Regions from separate parts of the Mus musculus genome. Here all the other regions are linked to region 2. Evidence: chromatin contacts called from public promoter capture Hi-C data. All regions are on one chromosome and are shown on one strand. The core of a region is the stretch at or near the end of the contact, and the rest is flanking DNA. Distances in the headings are between cores, read along the strand shown. Region 1 overlaps Jup (junction plakoglobin). Region 2 holds the start of Dhx58 (DEXH (Asp-Glu-X-His) box polypeptide 58). Region 3 holds the start of Tubg2 (tubulin, gamma 2).

Region 1 (2,700 bases), core at 171-2,670, 330 kb before region 2:
AATATATACTATGTGTATTATATAAATATACTACATATATATAGTATATGCTATAGTATATAGTATAGTATATATAAATATACTACATATATACCATATATATGTATGTTTATGTATATGCATATATGCTTTTGTTTTTCCAGGCAGTATTTCTCTGTATAATAGCCCTGGCTGTCCTGGATTCCCTTTGTAGACCAGGCTGGCCTGAAACTCACAGAGTTGCACCTGCCTCTGCCTCCTGAGTGCTGGGATTAAAGGTGTGCCCAATCTCGCTATAGGTATGTTCGCATGTGTCTCTATATGTGTGTATCGTGGTGACTGTGTTTTGGGGCACGTGTGCACTTGAGTGTATGTTCTTGTGTATGATGATCAGAGGTTGGAGTCACATGTTCCCTTCTGTTGCGTCTCAATTTTTCAGGCAGGGTCTGTCTCTGAACCTGCAGCTCCAGGTCTGGCAAGGCTCACTCCTCCTGTCTCCGCTCCTCCCACGCTGCTCGGGTTAAAAGCTGCTGCAGCACCTGAGTGCTGGGAATCTGATCTCAGCTCCTCGAGGATGCACGGCAAAGCCCCACTGGCAGTCATCTCCCAGCCCCACCAATAATGCTGATTTCTGCCTGCCATGGTAGAATAAGGCACGTTCCTGTGTATTAGTTCAAAGTCTGTCCTACAAACCTATGAGTTCATTCCACTGAAGGTAGGTCAGGATGAGACCTTAACTCTGAAAACTGATAAAAAATATTTTCAAAGGAAAAAAAAAATCTTGGGCTGGGGATGTAGCTTGGGGGTAGAGTTCTTGCCCCTGAGCTTGGCCCTGACTCAATCCCCAGGGCCACAAAGCAAAACAAATGCATCCCATGATTTGTGAGGCCTCACTGCACATGGCAGTATGACATATTAAAGCATTCTTCTATTTTGTTTAAAAGATAAGGTCTTGCTATTAGCCCAGGCTACCCTAGAACTGTCTCTCAATGCCCCAGTCTCAGCCTCCCCAGGGCAATATCACACACTGCCATTCTTTAGATTTTTTTTTTTTTTTTTGGTTTTTCAGGGTTTCTCTGTATAGCCCTGGCTGTCCTGGAACTCACTCTGTAGACCAGGCTGGCCTCAAACTCAGAAATCCACCTGTCTCTGCCTCCCAAGTGCTGGGATTAAAGGCATGCGCCACCAGATTATTTTTAAAGTCAAAGATAACCCAGGCTAGCCTTGAGCTCACTGAGTATATCCAAGGCTGGTCTTGCATGGCTAATCCTCCTGCCTCCGCTCCTCAGAGCTGGAATGAGAAGCATGTACCACCACACCCAGTGGTTTCCTTCAAAACTACTTCCTCACCATTAGACAAAGGGCTTGTTTTTAACAGCTGTGTCTGCAGTAGTTATCTCGGTTCAGTTATGCTAAATGATTTTCCCCAAGAGAGAGTCCCATCTGAATTCCAGGCCAAAGGATAGCTCCCAGACTGCCCTTCCCCCAAGTAGGCGAGACCCAAGACGCTCAGTTTATCCAACCCTCAAGCTGGCCAATTTGACAGTGGAAAATGGCCTCTCACTGGGAGCTAAATTTCATTTCTGTAAATTCCTGGGCCGAGCATTCTGCTTATGAGCCACCTGGGAGCCACTTGTTGACTCTGTGAGCACCACACTGTTAGGACCCAGTGTTAATGAGCTCCGGTGTGCTGAGGCGCTGGCTCCTAGGTTCCATGTTTGTCCCTTTCCTGTTTCTTGAATCTGCAGATGCTCTTCATGTCTGCATGTGGCTGCACTTCAAGAAGGCTCTCGTGATCTAAGTTCGGAAAGCCACTTATCCACCCTTCTCTACACAGACCTAGACTACTCCTGGCCCACACATTCCAAACCCCTCAGCAGCACCTGGGGACAGATCTGCCCATCTGTACCGGACTCACCTGGACAAACAGGGGAATGGTGTTGAGCCGGAAGATCTCCATGCGGTTCATGGGATCCCGGGCGAGGATGTGCAGGGCTCCGGTGCAGCCTTCCACGATCTCCTCCATCCTCACACCATCCGTGTAGGGCTGCTGGGTGCCTGCAGCCACATGGCGCTGGGCGTCCTGGTGGGCCTTGACCAACAGCTGGACGAGGCGGGGAATGACCGCGGCCTCCTGCAGAGGGGCATGGTTGGCTGGGCACAGAGCCAGGTTCCGGATCAGGCCAATAGTTGCCTGGCAAGAAAGGAGGCAGTGATGAGTGGAGGGGCGGGTAGTCCTTAAACATCTGGAGGATCCCTGATCCCCGGCTTTAGGTATTTTGTCCTTCCTGTCATCTCTTCTGAATCTGAGTCCCACTTCAGCAACAACCGCAGAGTCAGGAGCATCCTGGCTACTCCTGGAACGGAACTGGGGGCTTGTGGGCGGGGCTGTAGGCACAGAACTGAAGGAATCTAGAGCTAAGGTTGGGGCTTTAGCTCAGTTAGGACACACAAAGGGTTGGATACCCAGCACCGCACAGAGTGGGTGTGATGGCACAGAACTTACCCCAGCAAGTAGGGAGAGGCTGAGGCAGGAGGATCAAGGCGAACCTTGGCTACAATCTGAGGTTAGCTTGGGATACCTGAGACTGTACTTTTTTTTTTAATAATAATAATAGTAATAAAGGAACTAGATTGCTAAGGTGGGACATGTCTATAGTATTCTCAGCAGTCAGGAGCCTGAGGCAGGAGGATTGAAAGTCTAAGGACAGCCTGGGTTAC
Region 2 (2,749 bases), core at 17-2,516:
AGTATGAAGAGTATATTTGGTAGGACTGGGAGGCAAGACAAGCAAAGATCTATGGTGGGAGGGGCTCAGCTGACCTGTAGGATGTGATCAATGGCCCCTTGGAGCTTGGTGGCCCCTCCAGTGCCTGGGGAGGCTGTGAGACCCAGGACCTGGGGGAGGGGCTCTGCCTTCTTCAGCTTCTGTTCTAGGTACCGGCTCAAGATGGTGTTGTAGACGGTGTCCTTGTGGGTGTGGTGACACTCGTCCACCACAATCAGCGAGAATTCTGGGGGCACATGAGAGACAGTGGACGGCTGCTGCTGCTGCTTCTTTCTCATAGCACTTTTGTGAAGCCCTCATTTTTCTCTGAAGTTTTCCTCTTCCCTTCCCTACTTTGGGCTGGGTCCCAGACAGGGAGCAGGTAGGAATGAAAGCGAGGCTGGGCTAGAGGAAGGAGGCTTGCTTGCCCAGGAGCACGTCCTGTGAGCAGGTCACGGCTTTCCCCCTCACCTCTGAGCTCTACGTGTTCATCCTCCTCAGAGCTGTTGAGTGCCAACTGTAACAACTCTGCCGTACAGATGAGCAGGTCGTGGCTCCGAGCCATCAGGCCAAAGCCAGCTCGGGATCCCATGTCCCCACTCAGGGTTGTTACAGTCCAGTGTTTATCCAGCATGCGCCTGAACTCCTCGGCGTGCTGGCTCACCAGGTGTACCTAGGAGTGAAGAGTAATGAAGAGAACTTGGATTGGGGTGGGGGGTGGAAAATGGCAGTTGTTGGGAGTTGGGGTGGGGGAAGGTGGGAGGAGCAAGATGTCAGGACCCAGCCATCTCCTGAACCAAGGAGAGGAGACCTGGCAGAGCGGTCGTCTAGAAGAGATGAGCTAAGAGACCCCACTTTGGGAAGGGCAGACCACTCACCCTATTGACCAGTACCACCACCTTGCCTCTGTCTACCGTCTCTAGATGCCTCTTGGCTACAAAGGCAGCTGCCCGGGTCTTCCCAGCACCCGTGGGCAGCCATATAATGATATTCTTGCCCTCCAGAGCAGGTAAGATCACTTCCCACTGGTAGGGTCGCAGCTCCATTCTGGAATGGCAGAGAGATCAGAACACGTACTGTCCCCTTCCTCCCAGCCAGCCCAGTAAGCTTCAGAGGCTGTTCTTAGCCAAGAACTCGTAGATAACTACCTGGAGCCTGCACTGGCCAGGATTAGGATGGGGTTTGGAAATGAATAGCAGCAGACTAGGCTGGTCTCTGCGGAGGTTTCTGGAGCTCTAGAAATGAAACTGAAACAAGGGGAGGAGCCAGCCAGAGCTGGAGCCCAACCCAGCCATCAAAAAAAAAAAAAAAAAAAAAAAAAAATTGAAGACTGGCAAGGGAGATGCTGACAGTCACTGCTCCTGGGTTCCCTATTTCCTCATCTGTTTTCAGTTGGCAGTAACCCTGTCCATCTGGGCTGAGCTTAAGGCCTGGAGGGGCTGACCTTGGCTGCCTGTTTCCTGGACCAGGAGTCAGGAAATAGGCAGGCATTAAGGACAAGCTCTTGCTCTCCCTTTGCAGGGGAGACAGGCTGGAAGTTATTGAAGCAGAGGAGGTGAGGGACGGCAGTCAGCCAGGTCCATCACCCCACTATATATTGCAGGGGTCAGTGGCACCAGTGTAGCCTGAAGTTAGGCTTTCAGGTTAGAAGAGTCAGGACTCGAGAAGCAAAGGTCAGCCTGCTAAGTCTAAAGCCGGACCCCCCCCCCAAAAAACAATCACACAGGGGAAAAAAAAAGCTTTATTGTTCCCTCCGAGGGATTAATGCCAAGGAATGAATGGTCCTCCTGCCCCCAATCCTGGAGGGACAGATAGACAACAGTGTAGGATAAGCCAAGGCCCCTCATGGTTCCTCCAGTCTGGGCTGTTTCCATGTGAAGGCTACTCACTGAATAGTCCTGGCCCTGGGAAACAGGCATGGGGACCAGGCTCAGGATGCTCAGCCTGCATGGCTCTATAAGGACCAACAGTTCATGCCCTGGCCACCAGACATTCTACAACGGGCTGGCCCCAGACCAGACGTCTCCCCAAGGTGGGATGCAAGGAAGGTGGAAAGAGAGCTGCTGGCTTGGGAGTGAGTGCCTGCTGGCCAGAAAGTCTGTAAGATCTGGGGTCCCTGGCTGGAGTTTCTCCAGCTGAGTCCGGGAGAGGGGGCCGGGAGCCCCCAAACGGATCTGAGGAGATGGAGGTGGATGTTGCGGATCCCAGCTGGGGGCTACTTGTCGATGAGCCCTCCCTCTTTGAGCTTGAAGTAGAAGAACTTCTCCAGGGCACTGGCGCAGCGACAGTATTCGCTGTCTGGGGGATTGTACTCCCGGCAGTTGGCGATGACCCGCTGCAGGTCAGCTACGAAGAGCTTCCGGGTCACATAGTAGCGACTGCGCAACCGTTCTGTCATGGTCTTCAGGTCTGGGTCACGAGAGAGAAGGCACATGACTTTAAGAGGTGAAGGGCTGTAACTGGGGCTGCCCACCATGGTACATGCAGACAGGAGTCAGGCTACCCTGTCAAGACTGGGGGCTTAGGCTGGGGAGTGAGTACAAGGGTCCTCACCAATGGGGAAACGGATAACCTCGTAGTAGTCAGGAGCCTCTGACTTCTTCACAGGTTCCATGAAGGGCCAGGCACTGGGGTGTGACTAGAGAGAAGAGAGGAGCTGAGGACAGGCCCAGTGTTCACCGCCCAACCGAAGACCGCCACCCACTTCAGTTACCGACAAGAAGACCTTGGC
Region 3 (2,981 bases), core at 183-2,682, 450 kb after region 2:
TGTGTGTTTGTGTGTATTTTCATTTTTAAAAAAAGATTTATTTATTCATTATATGTCTTAAGTACACTGTAGCTGTCTTCAGACACACCAGAAGAGGGTGTCAGATCTTGTTATGGATGGTTGTGAGCCACCATGTGGTTGCTGGGATTTGAACTCAGGACCTTCAGAAGAGCAGTCAGTGCTCTTAACCACTGAGCCATCTCTCCAGCCCCTATATTTTCATTTTTATTGGTTATTTTATTGACATTTCAAATGTTATCCCCCCTCCCAGTTTCCCCTCCACAAACTCCCTATCCCCTTTCCTCTTCCCCCTGCCTCTATGAGGGTGCTCCCCCACCCACCTACCCACTCCTGCCTCAGCACTCTGTCATTCCCCTACCCTGGACCATTGAGCCTCCACAGGACCAAGGGGCTCCCCTCCCATTGATGTATAACAAGGCCATCCTCTGCTACATATCCAGCTATGCCATGGGTCCCCCAATGTGTTCTCTTTGGTTAGTGATTTAGTCCTTGGGAGCTTTGGGGGAGGGGGTTCTGTTTGGTTGATACTGTTGTTCTTCCTATGGGGCTGCAAATCCCTTCAGCCTCCTTCAGTCCTTGCCCTGATTTCTCCACTGGGGTCCCCGAACTTAAACCAGTGTCTGGACGTACTTTCTAATTACATTTATTTATTTATTCCTTGCAGGTTTGCATACTCCAAGAGTACGCATATAGAGAGGTCAAAGGATAATCCAGGAGTTCGTTCTTGATTCCTTATTTCCACCATGAGGACCCTGCAATCAAACTCCGATGTGGTCAGGCTTGGCAGTAAGGGCCTTTATGACACCTGCCAGCCTGAGATGACTTATTTTATTACCCAGGGTCTCACTATGTAGCTCCAGCTGGCCTGATATTCACTAAACAGGATGACCTAGAACTCACAGAGATCTGCCTCCCACTGTCTCCCAAGTGCTGGGGATTAAAGGCACGAGCCACCACACCTGGTCCCAGCTGACAAACTTTGTATTTTTCATAGTGTAAGAATATGAAAATAGCTGAACGCTTTTAATCCCAGCACTCGGGAGGCTGAGGTAGGCAGATCTATGAGTTTGAGGCAGTCTGGTCTATAGAGTGAGTTCCAGGACAGACAAGGCTACACAGAGAAACCTGTCTTGAAAAACCAAAAAGAAAAAAAAAAAAAGAATATATGTAAACACACATACATGTACACCCACATATAGTAGCACTTCCCTTGCATGCTCACTTGAAAAGAGTTGGCTTAAATGTAGCCCCTCAATTTAGCATATCCGGCAGGTGTAGGCAGGTGACTCCCACACTTGGTGCATCCACCTGGCCACTTCTCCCTTCCCTCCCCCACACCCCTGGGGATCCTCGGCTGGCCAAATGTTACCGTGCGCAAGCGCACATAGTGACAGGAAGCGTGGCCTCGCTCTGCGCCTGTGCTGAATTCCAGCTGCAATTGCTAAGAGAGAAAATGATGCCCAGGATGGGCTCTGCCGCCCGCCGGCTGCGGAGAGGCCCACACTGCACACGCGCAGACCCAGCGCCCGCGTCAAAACATCAGTCGACAGCGCGTTCCCCATGTCCTGCGCCTCCGGCTGGCAGGAGTTCCTCTCAGTCGTGACCCCCGCCGCCAGGCCGGGGCGGACGAGCTAGGTCTGATCGGCGATGCCCCGGGAGATCATCACCCTGCAGCTGGGCCAGTGCGGCAACCAGAGTGAGCAAGCGACCACGGTGCCCCGCTTCTATCCCTCTGGTTCAATCCCTCAGGCTGCACTCAAGTGCCTGGTACCCATCAATCCCCTTTGTCCTTCCCATGATCCACCTTTTCTATTGCGCATGATGATCCAGGCAAGAGCTGCCTCCTTAGCCCTGGGCTGTGACAACTTCCAGACCCAGGTGTCTTGGGTCACCTTCTGGAATGTAATAGCCTCTGAGCCTGGGCTCCTCAGGCCTTAAAGCTGTAGCAGACTTGGGCCTCTTCCTCCTCCCCCAGTTGGGTTCGAGTTCTGGAAACAGCTGTGTGCTGAACATGGAATCAGCCCCGAGGGCATCGTAGAGGAGTTCGCCACCGAGGGCACTGACCGAAAGGATGTCTTTTTCTACCAGGTGCCCCCCGCCCCTCCCCCCCAGTGACTTGACCAGGACCATGGGGACCTGAAGGGACTGGCAGCGCGATCTGGTGCTGGGAAACTCTCTGAGTGGATGGATGGGAACAGAGTGGCTATCTTAAGGGAGGGCCTGCAGGAGCCAGAGTTGGGAGGCTTCAGGACTTGACCCATCCTGGCTTACCTCTGACAGGCAGATGATGAGCACTACATCCCCCGGGCTGTGCTGCTGGACCTGGAGCCCCGGGTGATCCATTCCATCCTCAACTCCTCCTATGCTAAGCTCTACAACCCGGAGAACATCTACCTGTCGGAGCATGGCGGAGGAGCTGGCAACAACTGGGGCAGAGGATTCTCCCAGGTGTCACTCCTAGAGTTCCTTGGTAATCCTAGCCTAGGATAAGGAAAGGCTCAAGCCAGTCTGGGGATCCGTCCAGGTTAGACTTGCAAGAAATAAAGAGACGGGGGCTGGTGAGATGGCTCAGTGGGTAGGAGCACCCGACTGCTCTTCTGAAGGTCCAGAGTTCAAATCCCAGCAACCACATGGTGGCTCACAACCATCCCTAACAAGATCTGACTCCCTCTTCTGGTGTGTCTGAAGACAGCTACAGTGTATTTACATATAATAATAAATAAATCTTTAAAAAAAAAAAAAAAAAAAAAAAAAAAAGAAAGAAATAAAGAGACAAATGGGTATGTTGAGAGGAGGGACTGCTAGGGAAGGTTATGTAAATTTTATGCAAATCGTTCACAAAGTAGCATTTCTGGGTTGAGAGAGATTCTGGTTGGGAAGCTCAGTTTCAGGATGGCAACGGAGACAATGGGTGGAGATCTTGGTGCTGAGAAGAAAGAACCTTTGGTCTGACTTTCCCT

What was found. Promoter capture Hi-C pulls out the DNA fragments that hold promoters and counts their contacts.
Region 1: a promoter capture Hi-C map of embryonic stem cells shows a contact between it and region 2, with 3 times the contacts expected there. The contact joins the enhancer-like site here to the promoter of Dhx58 in region 2. A contact is called at or near these places in 15 of 39 promoter capture datasets (the 3T3-L1 cell line, the C10 cell line, the HPC-7 cell line and 10 more), 6 of 15 datasets of contacts at CTCF or cohesin (the NIH/3T3 cell line, embryonic stem cells, large pre-B cells and 2 more), 90 of 484 Hi-C or Micro-C datasets (B cells, the Ba/F3 cell line, the C2C12 cell line and 45 more), 13 of 115 datasets of contacts at active chromatin or transcription factors (bone marrow-derived dendritic cells, embryonic stem cells, forebrain and 4 more) and 4 of 9 other capture datasets (adipose tissue, embryonic stem cells, liver and 1 more).
Region 3: a promoter capture Hi-C map of the C10 cell line shows a contact between it and region 2, with 3 times the contacts expected there. The contact joins the promoter of Tubg2 here to the promoter of Dhx58 in region 2. A contact is called at or near these places in 3 of 39 promoter capture datasets (the C10 cell line, the HPC-7 cell line and neural stem cells), 1 of 15 datasets of contacts at CTCF or cohesin (large pre-B cells), 1 of 115 datasets of contacts at active chromatin or transcription factors (bone marrow-derived dendritic cells) and 1 of 9 other capture datasets (embryonic stem cells).

What each region holds. Positions count from the first base shown.
Region 1 is chr11:100,374,826-100,377,525 of GRCm38.p6, forward strand. It overlaps Jup (junction plakoglobin), which reads right to left. Exons shown (of 14, transcript NM_010593.2): 9 at 1,898-2,173. Among named protein-coding and RNA genes, the nearest start is that of Hap1, 20 kb to the left of the region's middle. Within about 2 kb of position 1,421, at least 33 of the 459 cell types and tissues checked have an H3K27ac peak or open chromatin away from gene starts, as enhancers often do. A contact at or near this core is called in the C2C12 cell line, adipose tissue, embryonic stem cells and 2 more, where this site is marked.
Region 2 is chr11:100,703,005-100,705,753 of GRCm38.p6, forward strand. Dhx58 (DEXH (Asp-Glu-X-His) box polypeptide 58) reads right to left here and starts at 1,267. Exons shown (of 13, transcript NM_030150.2): 1 at 1,167-1,267; 2 at 897-1,065; 3 at 490-691; 4 at 75-265. The coding sequence starts at 1,064. It overlaps Kat2a (K(lysine) acetyltransferase 2A), which reads right to left. Exons shown (of 18, transcript NM_001038010.2): 17 at 2,572-2,656; 18 at 1,742-2,427. The coding sequence ends at 2,234.
Region 3 is chr11:101,154,452-101,157,432 of GRCm38.p6, forward strand. Tubg2 (tubulin, gamma 2) reads left to right here and starts at 1,433. Exons shown (of 11, transcript NM_134028.2): 1 at 1,433-1,717; 2 at 1,997-2,109; 3 at 2,302-2,469. The coding sequence starts at 1,669.